Regions from separate parts of the Callithrix jacchus genome. Here region 2 is linked to region 1. Evidence: chromatin contacts called from public Hi-C data. All regions are on one chromosome and are shown on one strand. The core of a region is the stretch at or near the end of the contact, and the rest is flanking DNA. Distances in the headings are between cores, read along the strand shown.

The links. A called contact is a pair of places that touch in the nucleus more often than the background predicts.
Region 2: a contact with region 1 is called in a Hi-C map of skeletal muscle, with 3 times the contacts expected there. The contact joins the promoter of SMARCAL1 here to the promoter of XRCC5 in region 1. A contact is called at or near these places in 2 of 3 Hi-C or Micro-C datasets (both in skeletal muscle).

Annotation. Positions count from the first base shown.
Region 1 is chr6:137,937,889-137,945,016 of calJac240_pri, forward strand. It overlaps XRCC5 (X-ray repair cross complementing 5), which reads left to right and starts at 2,889. Exons shown (of 21, transcript XM_017973703.4): 1 at 2,889-2,998; 2 at 6,544-6,657. The coding sequence starts at 2,978.
Region 2 is chr6:138,224,727-138,231,854 of calJac240_pri, forward strand. SMARCAL1 (SNF2 related chromatin remodeling annealing helicase 1) reads left to right here and starts at 3,126. Exons shown (of 17, transcript XM_078328444.1): 1 at 3,126-3,377; 2 at 4,498-4,534; 3 at 5,224-6,101. The coding sequence starts at 5,282.

The sequences.
Region 1 (7,128 bases), core at 1,639-4,138:
TCTAGCTTGGGCAAACAGAGTAAGACTTCATCTCAAAAAAAAAAAAAGCTACACTTTAAAAAATGGGATGAAGTGGGATTCTCTCCAGAGCTACTAAAAAACTTGCATTTACAAAATAGTTAAGAAATATTCCTCTGAGGCCAGGTGCAGTCGCTCACGCCTGTAATCCCAGCACTTTGGGAGGCTGAAGCGGGAGGATCGCTTGGGCCCAGGAGTTCAAGACCAGCCTGGGCAATATAGGAAGACCCTGCCGCTCCTCCTCCCTGCAAAACAACCCACAAAAATTAGCTGGGCTTGGTGGCACACACCTGTGGTTCCAGCTACTTGGAAGGCTGAGGTAAGTGAATCGCTTGAACCCAGGAGCTCCAGGTTGCAGTGAGCTATGATTGTGCTACTGGATTCCAGCATGGGCAGAGGGAGACCCTGCCTGCCTGTCTGTCCGTCTCTCTCTAGCTCTGGATTGTACAAGGGAGACAGGAACACTGATAAGGTATGGTATGTGACACTAACCAGACCTGACTTCTTTCTGTCCTGTTTCGCCAGAGGCTGGACTCTCCTCGTTTTAGCTTCCCCATTTTCCACAGGTGTATCTTTCGATTCCTGGTTAGCTAGTTGGGCTGTTTGCCCTTTGCTCCCGTTTTTCCCTTTGTTTGCTCTTTGTCTGAAAATTTATGCAGTCCTGCTGCTTTCGTTGGGCTTGGTTTCCACTTTTGCTGGAGCGAATTTAGCTGACAACCTCGAAGATCTTCACCGCATCATCTGCTGAGCTGATCTTTCTCTTGGGCATCTTACCCGCAGGGAAGGGTGAGTGTCAGTGTCTCTGCCTGCAGCAGCCCACGGGAAGCTGAGCAGCCAGGGCGCTGCCGCTCCTTAAAAGTATTTTAAAAAGTAATATTTCAGCTTTTAAATAGCTCCTTGAGTTGGAATCAAAAGCTGGAAGAACCTCCTGGGCTCCATGAGCACGTCTGAAAATGTCTGACTCTACGAGCTTCAATATAATTTTGGCTTATGAATTCTCCATGTCTTTTTCAGCTTCAGTTTTTGCTTTTCCCAGAAACAATTTTCAAGCAGAAGAGAATATTGATTAGACTTGCTTTTCTCAGTTTGGGCAGAGGTTTGCAGATACATTGCAGGTTGCCAGATCTTTCGTTTAGCCACTTGTCAGGCTGGGGTCATTAGATATAGAAAGCAGTTATTTCTAAGCAAGGTACTACTTGGGCCTGTCTCAAAGGGGTAGGGGCTGTGGGCTGGACAAAGCGCTCGTGATCAAGTAAAGCACTGTGATGACAGCTGCTATTGCTATAATATCTCCCTAGACTTGTCTTTTTTTTGATACGTTGTCTTGCTCTGTCATCAGGCTGGAATGCAGTGGTGCGATCTTGCCTCACTGCAACCTCTGCCTCCCGAGTTCAAGCAATTCTCCTTCCTGAGTAGCTGGGACTACAGGTGTGCACCACCACGCCCAGCTAATTTTTGTATTTTTAGTAGACACCGGGTTTCACCATGTTGGTCTGGCTGGTCTCGAACCCCTAACCTCGTGATCCGCCCACCTTGGGCTCCCAAAGTGCTGGGATTCCAGGATTCGTCTTCTAAATTAAACCTCGACTCCTCCCTTCCAACCTGGAGCCACTGCTAACCATTGGCAGCGTCTAATGCCTCCGGGCGTTTGTGCATGCCATTTTCTCAGCAAAGTAGACTCTCCTTTCTGTTCTTGGGAAAGTCTACTCTTCTTCAGCAGTTGGTTCTAAGGTTATCACATTCGTGAAGTCTTTCATTATCACAATTTTTAGAAGAAACTGAATCTTTTAGAGAAGTTAAGTGACTTTCTGCATTCACACTCATACTCAAGGAAATCTAACTTCAAAATAACCAAAAATAAAAGTTAAAAAAAATCCCATAAAAGAGAAGAAAAAAGCAGATTTAAAAAAATGAAAAAATGAAATTAAAAACACAAGATTTTTTTTAAAGTTAAAAAAAGAAAATCTAACTCCAGAGCTCTGACTCAAAATGCTGTGTTATTCTCAATGAGAGAAAAGGGAAGTGAGCCGGGCGCGGTGGCTCAAGCCTGTAATCCCAGCACTTTGGGAGGCTGAGGCGGGCGGATCACAAGGTCAAGAGATCAAGACCATCCTGGTCAACATGGTGAAACCCATCTCTACTAAAAATACAAAAAATTAGCTGGGCATGGTGGCGCGTGCCTGTAATCCCAGCTACTCAGGAGACTGAGGCAGGAGAATTGCCTGAACCCAGGAGGCGGAGGTTGCGGTGAGCCGAGATAGCGCCATTGCACTCCAGCTGGGTAACAAGAGCAAAAACTCTGTCTCAAAAAAAAAAAAAAAGAAAAGAAAAGAAAAGAAAAGGGAAGTGAATCTTTAAGTGCTTAAGTGAATCGTTAAGTGAATCTGCCATACTAGCGTCTCCTGCATCTCAAAAGACCAAAGGGGCCGGGCGCGGTGGCTCAAGCCTGTAATCCCAGCACTTTGGGAGGCCCAGGCGGGTGGATCACGAGGTCAAGAGATCGAGACCATCCTGGTCAACATGGTGAAACCCCGTCTCTACTAAAAATACAAAAAATTAGCGGGGCATGGTGGCGTGTGCCTGTAATCCCAGCTACTCAGGAGGCTGAGGCAGTAGAATTGCCTGAACCCAGGAGGCGGAGGTTGCGGTGAGCCGAGATCGCGCCATTGTACTCCAGCCTGGGTAACAAGAACGAAACTCCATCTCAAAAAAAAAAAAAAAAAAAAAAAAAAAAAAGACCAAAGGTTCCCGACTAGGGCGGAACGGAGGGAAGCTGCGCATGCTCGGCGGAAATCTGCGCATGCTCAGAGCTCCGGGCATGACTTTCCCCGCCCCTTTTAGGCCTAGCAGGAAGCGAAGCGGCTCTTCTCGCTATCTGCCGCTAGTTTACCGGAAGCGAGTTGCGACTCGGCAGGTTCCCGCCCGGAAGCAGCGACCAAAGCGCCTGAAGACCGGCAACATGGTGCGGTCGGGAAATAAGGTATAAAGAAAGCCTTGGGGTTGGGCCTTACTCATGCCGGGGATCCGGAAAGGGAGCTTCGGAAGCAGGAATCGTGGGATCATGGCGGTGCCAAGGAATGGGGCAAGAGAAGATCATGGTGGTGGGCTCCGTCAGGAGGGCCGGGACCGAGAGATGCGCTATCAGAAAAGCTGGGGATTTGAGGTTCCAAGATCTGAATTTAAGCCTCGCTGACTCTCCAGCTTTTCCACTATCCACCCATCCCATCCCTCTTCTCCCTCTCTACCTGCTCTTTGTCTCACCTCCTTCCCCACGCGCCTCCCCCTCTCCCGCTTTATCCCATTCCACCCCCCAACTCCACTTTCTGTATTATTTCTGAGCCTGTGTTCCTGAAATCTCTCCGATTATGAAAATTGGCGGTGGTAAAGCAACTACCCCACAGGGCTTATTGTAAAACTTCAGAGAGGGACTATCTGTGACTTAAATAACTTAAAATGTGAAGTGTCGTATCATTATCTCTATAATAACGTAATATCTCGCATTTATTGAAAGCCTACTCTGAGACACGGTTCTAAACCTTTTATTCCTATCTCATTTAATCTTCACAATCCTTTTAAATGGAAGCTATCCTCATTTTGCAAGTGGGAAAACCGAAGAATAAGGGACTGTTTGGTCTCCATGGGCCTTTCGTGGTGAAATCCGGATTTCAATCCAAACTGTCTGGTTTCAGGGCCCTGGAGAATCTCTGTGATGCTAGAAATCTATGACCGTTGGTGTCGCAGATCGATAGCAGAAATTACAATGAATTTTGAAGTAGCTTTTTTTTTTTCAACATTAAAGAGTGGTAGTTGCCTGTGAAGGGTCACTAGAGGGAGATATGGTTCCAGGGATTAATGAATTAATTCAATCAATACAGATAAACATGATATGAGTTCCAGCAACCGATCCCTAGTTCCCTCAACTCCTCATTGAGAAATGTCGATTAAAACGATCATGAACTCTTAATAATGCCACTCACCTCCTTTGTTCCTCCTCCTTCAGCTGCTGAACACTTTGTAGCTGTAGTGGAGGAGCTGTTTGTGGCAGATAGAGTGGAAGTAAAATTCTAACAGCCTTTATTGGTTCAGTATAGAAATGAAGAGTTGCTATGTTGCTCAGTTTCTCTTTCCCAGTTTTCTTACTGCTGCCAGATAGGAACTCAAATATATAGACCATTCTTCTACTTCCAGACAAGAAGCTCCATATTTGAAACCCTCTGATTCATGACAAAAGTGCTTTAGTTCTCTAGAGTTTTCTGGTTTAAAAGTAGCTTTTATGTATGTGTATCAAATAAGTGCAGCAGCATATTTTGTGACTCTTTTTTTAGGTTATTATGCCCCAGGCATTGAAACTGGGATGTACATTTTACGTTCTCAAAGGAATTTTGTAGTTTATTAGCACCTTTTTTTCCCCAAATCTATTTTTACTTCAGAAATCTTTTAATATTAGTGCATTGTTTATAAAATAGTGAAAAATCTTTCCTCTTAATGTATTGCCTGATATATAACCACATTTAGAAATCATCTATAACTTCCCTGATAGGAATTCATTCAGGTTTTTTAACCATTGCTAGGGTCAAGAGGTCACTTTTAAAAAAGAGTAGTTTCTTTATTGATCACTTCTAAATGTTATTTTTTATCCCTTGTGTGGAGTCACACCAGTCTCCCTGTGACTTCCATCTGTTAATCCGGTTATCTTTCTTGCAGACCAATCCTTTTATACAACAGCTGTCAAATATCTGGGAGGAGGCCAGACACAGTGGCCCATACCTGTAATCCTAGCATTTTGGGAGGCGGAAGTGGGAGGGTTGCTTATGCCGAGGAGTTTGAGACCAGCCTGGGCAACATAGGGAGACCCCATCTCTACAGAAAAATTTCAAGAACTAGCTGGGCACAATGGGGTGCATCTGTAGTCCCAGGTGTTTGGAAGGCTGAGGTAGCAGGATCACTTGAGCCTGGGAGATGGAGGTGGCACTGAGCCATGATCACGACACTGTACTCCAGCCTCGGGGACAGTGAAACCATGTCTCAAAAAAAAGGAAAAAAAAATGATGGAGAGGAAAACTGTTATGTTCCCTTTATTCTTCTCATCTGGCTTAATTAAATATCTAGTTTTTTTTCCACTGTTCTTTACATGATGTATTCTTAAGAATCTTCCCTAACCTGCTCATTTCATGTTTATTTGTAATTAATTTTCCTGGTAACTGTGAGCCCAGAGCTGCTCAGTTTGTTTGATTAGTACAAAGCACATCTGAGACTATCAGTCAGAGTCAAGGAATAACTCCAGAAATGACCTTAAACCTCATCTAGTCCAACAGTTTCCTGCCTTTTAGTATTATTAACAGTGAGATTATAACAGTAACATTCCCAAGGACTCAGAACTAATTGGTAGGAGAGATGGGACTAGGTCCCAGGTCTCCAGATTGCTGTTACCTTTTTTCACCAGAAGATCCTTCTTTTTCTTTCTCGAATTCACTATACTGTTGATACAGACTAACATATTTAGGCATATGAAGTGAGGGGTGTAGGGAATGTGGTGCAACAGTCATATCACATTGTTGATTGATTTTATAATTCACACTGAAATTGTGAGTTGCCATCAGTCCAGGTCTCTTCCAACTTGTATTCAGGTAAAATTCGGAAGCCAGGTATAAATAACTTTACATGTATTCCTTTTTGTTTCTGTTTCTCTTATTTCCTGTATTTTCTACATACATGATTGCTATGTAATGGCTTGTGCCTTTGCTTATGTGACTTCCTCTGTCTGTAACTTCCTTGTTTACTTGATTGACTCCTACTCATTCTTTAAGGCTCACCCAAGAAAATCCACATTCAGGAAACTTTTTCTGCCCCCTTACCACTCTCATATCCCCTCCACCAGTCTTGAGTGGATGGATGCTTCTTTTGTGTCTCTCAGTGTCCACTGCATTTTCTATCATGGAACATTGTTCTGGTATTATTTGTTATCGGTGTCATCTACTGGAGTAGATTTGGTGTCTTTATTTTAGATCACTGGTTTATAAAATGACTCAAATTGTCAGGGTATACCTCTTAGCATATATCTCGATTGTAGCAGTCACCTGTTGTAACAGAAATGCTTCATAACAAATTATGCCCCAAATTAGTGCCTTACAATGAAAACATCTGTTCTCATGTTTGTAGGTCTGCAGATCAGCTGCAGTTTGCCTGATGTATATTGTACATAACTGGGCTTAACTCTGGCCTGTAGGTTGGCTTCATATCTGCTCATCATTGGTTTCTTCAGGCCAAAGGAGTGGCAGCTACCTGGAGCATATTCCTCTCCTGCTAGAAACTTTCGTAGCTTTTAGAAAGTATCAGGACTATTTAAGGGTTTTCCATAGTGAAAATTTATGTCTTAACATTCTTTAAGTAGGACACATCCCTTCCCTTTCTCATACCTTTCCTAAATAACTGACAGAGGTTCATGAATACAATAAGGAAGGGAAAGTCTTATAATCTTTTCTTATGACTTCTTTTCTCAAGTACTCTTTGGAACTTTGTTTCTAGGCAGCTGTTGTGCTGTGTATGGATGTGGGCTTTACCATGAGTAACTCTTTTCCTGGTGAAGAATCCCCATTTGAACAAGCAAAGAAGGTGATAACCATGTTTGTTCAGCGACAGGTAAGTTTCAGATTGACACTGAGCTTGTAACCCGTGTTTGAACTGCTTGTTGCCTCTACCTACTAATGCAAGATACCAGCCTCCTTATAGTGTCCAGCCCCTCTGTTTGGAGGAGTCTGGGGAGTTTCCTTGCATGTACTCACATGCAAGTCCCCTACCACTAAAGTCTGATATTTTTTCTTCCCTCGTTTTGGCCCCTCCACTGGATATTACAGTTTTTATCAGAAACGAGGCAGTAAAAAGTAATGCTTAAAAGCACAATCTCTAGACACAGATGGCTTGGATTTAAATTCTTGCTCTGCCATGTCATTTATTAACCTTGTGGTCTTGAACAAGTCCTTCAACTTCTTTGCCTAGTTCAGGTATCTTTTGCTGTGTAATCAACTACCCCAAAATGTAGTGTCTCAGGTAACATTTTAAAAACTCATCATTCATGGTTCTTTCAATGACTGGGTCGCTCAGTTGGGTGAT
Region 2 (7,128 bases), core at 1,876-4,375, 290 kb after region 1:
GCTATTGACAAAGGAAAATATGTAACTATTGAGTGGGATCTAATTAGTTTTCTAATTAGTTTACTTTCTGAAGATGATTATTCCCCCCAAATGCTTTTTTTTTTTTTTGAGATGGAGTTTCACTGTTGTTGCCCAGGCTGTAGTGCAATGGCACCATCTCAGCTCACTGTAACCTCTGCCTCTGGGTTCAAGTGATTCTCCTGCCTCAGCCTCCTGAGTAGCTGGAATTACAGGCAAGCACCACCACGCCTGGCTCATTTTTATATTTTTATTAGAGACGGGGTTTCACTATGTTGGCTAGGCTAGTCTCAAACTCCTGACCTCAGGTGATCCTCCCACCTTGGCCTCCCCAAGTGCTGGGATTATAGGCGTGAGCCACCACACCCAACCTCAAACGCCTGTTTCAATTTCCTATTCTTAGAATTTTAGACTGTTAGAGCTAGAAAGGTAATGACATCTTCTAACTCAATTCCAGACTTAGTGAATTGGAATTTCTGTGGAATTTCTGTGGATCTATAAGAATTCTAGGATCTAAGATTAGGACCCACTGGTCCACAGGCCCTCTTAGCACATACCAAAGCAGGATATCATTTTACAGGCGAGGCGACGGAGACCCAGGAAAGTGAAGTGATGATCAGGTGAATCTGTGCAGACTTGAGTCCAGTGCACAGCACCTGGCTTTCTTAGCAAACTGACTCTGCTGAGAGACAGGAAGGGCAGGGACAGGTGTTCACTAACTAGTTTATGTTCACTATATGTAGTAGGAAATGAGCACTAGGTATGGAGAAATGAAAGATAGAAGAGGTTTACCTCAAGTAATAACAACATCCCTCTCTTACCTGACCTCAGGTGATCCTCCCACCTTGGCCTCCCCAAGTGCTGGGATTATAGGCGTGAGCCACCTTACCTGCTCTGGCATTTCACAGTTTACTAAGCACTTCCCCTCATGGTACCTTGCTTTGATCCCAAGATGAAGAAGATTTATCAAGGCAGTATTGTTTTCTACATTTACTTTATTCCAAGTGTATTCCATGCTACTTTCTACTACTAAACCTCACTCAAATTCCCTAAGACAGGCAATGTCTTTGTCATTTAAGAAAAATGGGCTGGGCATGGTGACTCACTCCTCTAATCCCAGCACTTTGGGAGGCCAAGGCAGGTGGATCACTTGAGGTCAGGAATTCGAGCCCAGCATGACCAACATGGTGAAACCCCGTCTCTACTGAAAATACAAAAATTAGCTAGGCATGGCAGTGCACACCTGTAATCCCAACTACTTTGGAGGCTGAGGCAGGAGAATCACTTGAACCCAGGAGGTGGAGGTTGCAATGAGCCGAGATGGAACCACTGCACTCCAGATTGGCCAACAGAGAGAGACTGTCTGATAAAAAAAGAGGCCGGGCACGGTGGCTTACACCTATAATCCCAGCACTTTGGGAGGCGGAGGCGGGTGGATCACAAGGTCAAGAGATCGAGAACATCCTGGTCAATGAACGAGGTGAAACCCCATCTCTACTAAAAATACAAAAATTAGCTAGGCGTGGTGATGCGCGCCTGTAGTCCCAGCTACTCGGGAGGCTGAGGCAGGAGAATTGCTTGAACCCAGGAGGCGGAGGTTGCGGTGAGCCGAGATGGTGCCATTGCACTCCAGTCTGGGTAACAACAGTGAAACTCCATCTCAAAAAAAAAGAAAGAAAAGAAAAGGAGGAACAAAAGGAAGGAAGGGCAGGGAAGGAAGGAAAGAATGGAAGAAAGGAAAATCATTGCTTCAAAAGTCACACAAGTTTTATACGATTATTTTAGAAAATTCAAACATTCTGAAAAATAGAGATTAAAAAGTTGAAAAGTGTATTCCATGCTACTCTGCTCCTTAACAGTTTGGTGAGTTTTCAAGTTTCCTTCCCAGATCTTTATGTGTTTACATATATTTAGAGGTAAGGATTTCTTTTTTAAAAAAATGAATCAAACTACACACATTGCAGTGCTTCCTTTTTCTTAGCATGTCTTGTCCATTTTTCCAAATCCTTTAGTAGACATCTGTTTGTTTTTTAAATAGGCCATGTTTGAAAATAGAATTATAGCAACATTCATATGCACACTGATGATAGAGCAATATTATATTTATCACTAATATGGAACAGTGGAATTGACCCTGGAGAGAAAAGGGTGTTGATTTGTTGGTGCTCAGGAGTAAAGTGACTTTTTTTTTTTTTTGAGACGGAGTTTCATTCTTGTTGCCCAGGCTGGAATGCAGTGGTACGATCTCGGCTCACGGCAACCTCCGCCTTCCAGTTTTTCAAGCGATTCTCCTGCCTCAGCCTCCCGAGTAGCTGGGATTACAGGCGCCCACCACCATGCTCGGCTAATTTTTGTATTTTTAGTATAGATGGGGTTTCATCATGTTGGCCATGGCTAGTCTCGAACTCCTAACCTCGTGATCCGCCCACCTCGGCCTCCCAAAGTGCTGGGATTACAGGTATAAACCACCATGCCCTTTCTAAAGTGACTCTTAAAATCTCGTGACTAACCTTCTCTCAAGAGGTGGGTCTATGGAATCAGACTCACAAGCTAGCTTAATAAAGCATTGAGAAACATTACCAAATGGCTGTCTCAGTTTCCCCCTTGTAAAATGGGGACAAGAATGTGTTCCATAGGTTGTAGTGCGGTTAAATGACGTAACTCATATTTATGCTAAACGCAATGACTGATGACTGCAATGATGACGACGATGGCAGACGGGCGCAGCGACTGAGGCTTAAATTGCAAGGATAGCAATACCAGGAATGAATGCCTCGGGGGAATACTTTTTATCAAGAGCCTCCAAGTTAGTCTGGCTGTCTGAGATGCCCTCTGGAGACAGGAGACCACAGGTCTGGAAACCTCAATGTCCCAGGCTTTCAGGACCTGGCGTTTGGCTAAACCTCTGGAGAACTACAATTTCCAGGGTGCACCACTTTCGCCCCGCACTTGACGTTGCAGCTCCCGTTTCTCGCCAGGCTCCCGGCATGAACTACAAAACCCAGAAGACCCTGCAGCCCCGCTGGCGTTCTCGTCTCATCACTCTCACTTTTGGACGCGAAACTGTGGCCGCATTGCCTGCTGGGAAGTGTAGTTCACCGGTGACCGAGCCCTTCAGGCCAGGCCGCTACAATAAGGCGGGCGAACTCGTAGCTCTTGAATACCCGTGGCCTAACCGTCCACCCGGAAGACTAGCCCGACTCGGAAGGCTCTGGAGTCGCGCCTGGGCTCAGAGCCGGGTGCGAATGCGGCTCGCGTTCTAGGCCTCCTTGGGTGAGAAAGTGGTAGACTGGCAGGAAGGCGGCGGAGGCGGACGAGACCAATGCCAGCCTGGAGAAGGAAGTGGGCCAACGGGAAGGGTGAATCCAAGTGGATATCGTAGGGGTGGGAGTGGGGTGTGGCACCCGCTTACCTTGAGGCTGGGTGAGGCGCGCCCCGAAATTCTGGGGAGCAGAGGTCCCTGCTTAGAGAGGAAGAGGGACGTCCATGTGGCGGGATGGCTTTATGGTTTGGGGATGATCAGTGGGTCTTATGGCCTCGTCTCCCTGGTTAGTGGAGATAGCTCACCAGGCCTGGGATCTGGAGTGTCTGGAGGTGCAGGGAACTGATTGGAAACTTAGGCAGGAGTGCGTTACCCAGAGAAACTGAGGGCTTCCGCTGTGCACCTGCAAAACGTTTCCCTAACCGCTTCACCCCTTCCTAACTGCTAACATTTGGAGAAGGTGGAAGTTCTCTGAGGATAGATGCTTCTTGGTCGGGGAGGAGGAGTGGGGTGGGGGGTTGGGTTCTGCCAAAGGGAGCCCCAGCAGGGAAGGAAACCCTTGAACCCTATAGTTGCCCAGAGGCCTAGGCAGTGCTACTGAAGTACTCCTACATCATCATTCTAAGCATTACACAGCGTTACAGTAGATGCAGGCTATTTAATCTGAACCAAGCCAGAGAAATTGGTGTCCCGCCCCCTGCTTACAAACTGTTGTAAAAATGTCTCAGTTAGTAGGAAAATAAATGTTATGGGTAAATTCATGGGAAAAAAATCAGGGTGCAAAATGGAATGTTTACAGTGATCCTATTTTATAATAAATTCTTATGTCTCCTAAATATGTGCCATGTATTACGTGGTTATGGATAGAAAAAAAAATCGGAACTGTATACTCTAAATTATTAATTTCAACCGTGGTTATTGATGGCTGGTGAGAGTATGGATTAATTTTATTCTTTTTGTTTGCTCGTTCACATCTTTATATAGCATCTTAATTTGTACAGTGAACACATATTTCTTTTTTCCACCCCTCTTTTTCCCCGGAGAGTCAGTCAGTTGCTCCGTGTGTTGTGTTTTGGAAATCAGGTGTCAAGGCCAGCTGCTCTGGCTTGCACTGAGCCACAGGCTGACTGACTGCCAGGAAGGATAAAAGGCGTGAATGTGAGGGGAGAATTTCGTGTGCAGTCCATGGGAGGCTAATGCTTTTTTCCTTCTTCTAGGTTGGAAAGAGGCTATTTTAGCAAGTATCACGCCATGGTAAGTGGTTGGTCTATTTCAGTCTAATCTATTATGCTTTCTGGTTAAAAATGTCACCCTTCTCATTATCTGATGGATTTAAGTGCACTAAGGAACTTTCTTGGGTTCTGATAACTCACCTTGTCTGGGGCATGGGAAGGAGAGAAATATTGCAGCTGAAATGCCTTTTTAGCTTTGGGTTTGCTTTTTCTGTTTGTTTTTGAGATGGAGTTTCACTGTTGTTGCCCAGGCTGGAGTTCAGTGGCACAATCTTGGCTTACTGCAATCTCTGCCTCCCAGGTTCAAGCAATTCTCCTGCTTCAGCCTCTCAAGTACCTGGGATTACAGATGTGCACCGCCACGCCTGGCTAATTTTGTATTTTTAGTAGAGATGGGGTTTCTCCATGTTGACCAGACTGGTCTCAAACTCCTGACCGCAAGTGATTTGCCTGCCTTGGCTTCCCAAAGTGCTGGGATTACAGGCATGAGCCACCATGCCCGGCCTGCTTTTTGCTTTTTGATCAGGATCTTTATTTTAGCATATGCTGCCTACTATCTCTGTGTATGTGCAATTATAAAATTAACTTTAATATATCCTTTAGTTGTGCTCATTATGTAGTTTCTGGGACAAAAGCTTGTTAAAATCATGGTTGGAGCATGGCAGCTAATAAATGTAATGTTCATTTCAGTCTTCTTATTTTCTTCCACAGCTTTTGCCAACTTTCCAATTAAAGATTGACTTTCCTGCTTAACTATTTCTCCTGGAAAATGTCCTTGCCTCTTACAGAGGAGCAGAGGAAAAGGATTGAAGAGAATCGACAAAAGGCTCTGGCCCGTAGAGCTGAGAAGTTATTGGCAGAACAGCATCAGAAGACTAGCTCGGGCACCACCATTGCTGGCAACCCATCCCAGGCCAAACAAGGCCCATCCCAAAATTTCCCAAGGGAGTTTTGTAAGCCAGTGAGCCATGGTGTCATTTTCAAGCAACAGAATCCCAGTAGCTCATCTAATTATGACCAAAAACCTCATAATTCCCACAGTTTTCATCTTAGCATACCAGAGCAGGTGAAGGGAATATGGAAAAAACCAGAAGAAATGACCACAGCCTGCCCAGGCCACAGCCCACCACATCAAGTGGCTCTCACTGGAATCTCCCCTCCTTTGGCAAAAAGTCCTCCAGAGGTCTCTAAACAACAGCCCTTGGGTTACAATTTAGGTCAAGGTCATGCTCAGGCTTCGATCAGGTCCATACCCTTTGCTAACCCAACTCATGAGCCTTTGGCCAAAGCAAAGAGTTCACAAGAGACACCAGCTTGTTCTGGACAGCCTCCCAGGGATGTTAAGTTAGAGGCCAACAGAGCAAAAGCCTCCACCTCGTGGCAGAACACTTCTTACATCCATTCTAGCTCGGGGAGTGTAACACCCAGGCCAGAAGGAAGACTCCAGCAGACATCAGGGTCCTCACTCCAAAGAGCAGCGGTCACTCAGAAGGGAAAGTGTGTAAGGAATGGCGATCGTTTCCAGGTGTTGATCGGGTACAACGCGGAACTCCTTGCCGTGTTTAAGAGCCTGCCCAGCAAGATTTATGGTAATGTCTTTGTTCTTCGGGTGTTTTTTTCCTTATTTTTAGAGTCTCTTAATCTAACAGTTTCTCATAAATATTAGGAGAGTGCATTGGCACATTCTGTCCATTCAGTTGTTAAATTTTTTCAGTTTGAGCTTCCCTTCATTGTAGTTATTCCCTCAAACAGCTGCCAAACTTGATGGTGGCCACATGGCCATCTGGAGAATGGTTGAATGTTACTGAGAAGACACTTCCTCTGCCAGGTGCATTATATGCGTTGTAGCACTTAAGCTGAGCAGCAGTTTTTTTGAAATAAGTAGATATTATTGCAGTTTTTTTAGGTGATGATACTGGTTCAGCAAGATTAAGTGACAGGCCCGGTTTCATTGGTCTGGAAAGGCAGGGTCAGGATGTGACCAGCTCAGCTACAGCCCAGAGCCATTGCCCCTCAAACTGCTTTGCCTGACTACATTACGACCTGGAGAACTTGGATTCTAGTCCTTACTCTGCCCTCAGTCCTCTTAGGTGAGGTTCATAACTTCCCCGGGCCTAAGTTGAATTCCACTACATGGAATAAAAGAATTATCTAGGCCTGGTGCGGTAGCTCGTACTTGTAATCCCAGCACTTTGGGGGCTGAGGTGGGCAGATCACGAGGTCAGGAGTACGAGACCAGCCAGTCCAATATGGTGAAACCATATTTCTACTAAAAAATACAAAAATTAGCTGGGTGTGGTGGCGCACACCTGTAGTCCCAGCTACTTGGGAGGCTGAGGCAGGAGAATCTCTTGAACCTAGGAGGCAGTGGTTGCAGTGAGCTGAGATCATGCCACTGCACTCAGCCTGGGTGACAGAGTGAGACTCTGACTCAAAAAAAAGAAAAAAAAAATTATCTATATTTACTGTTTGTCCTCTACAGAGATTTGATAGATCAGTGGGGGCTTGCTAGTCAGCTGTTTTGAACTTGGTATCCGTTCGTTCATTCATTTAGAAGACAAGCCTGTATTGGGTGCCCAAGTGCAAATTGTAATGACAGTCATCAGCCCTCTGTTT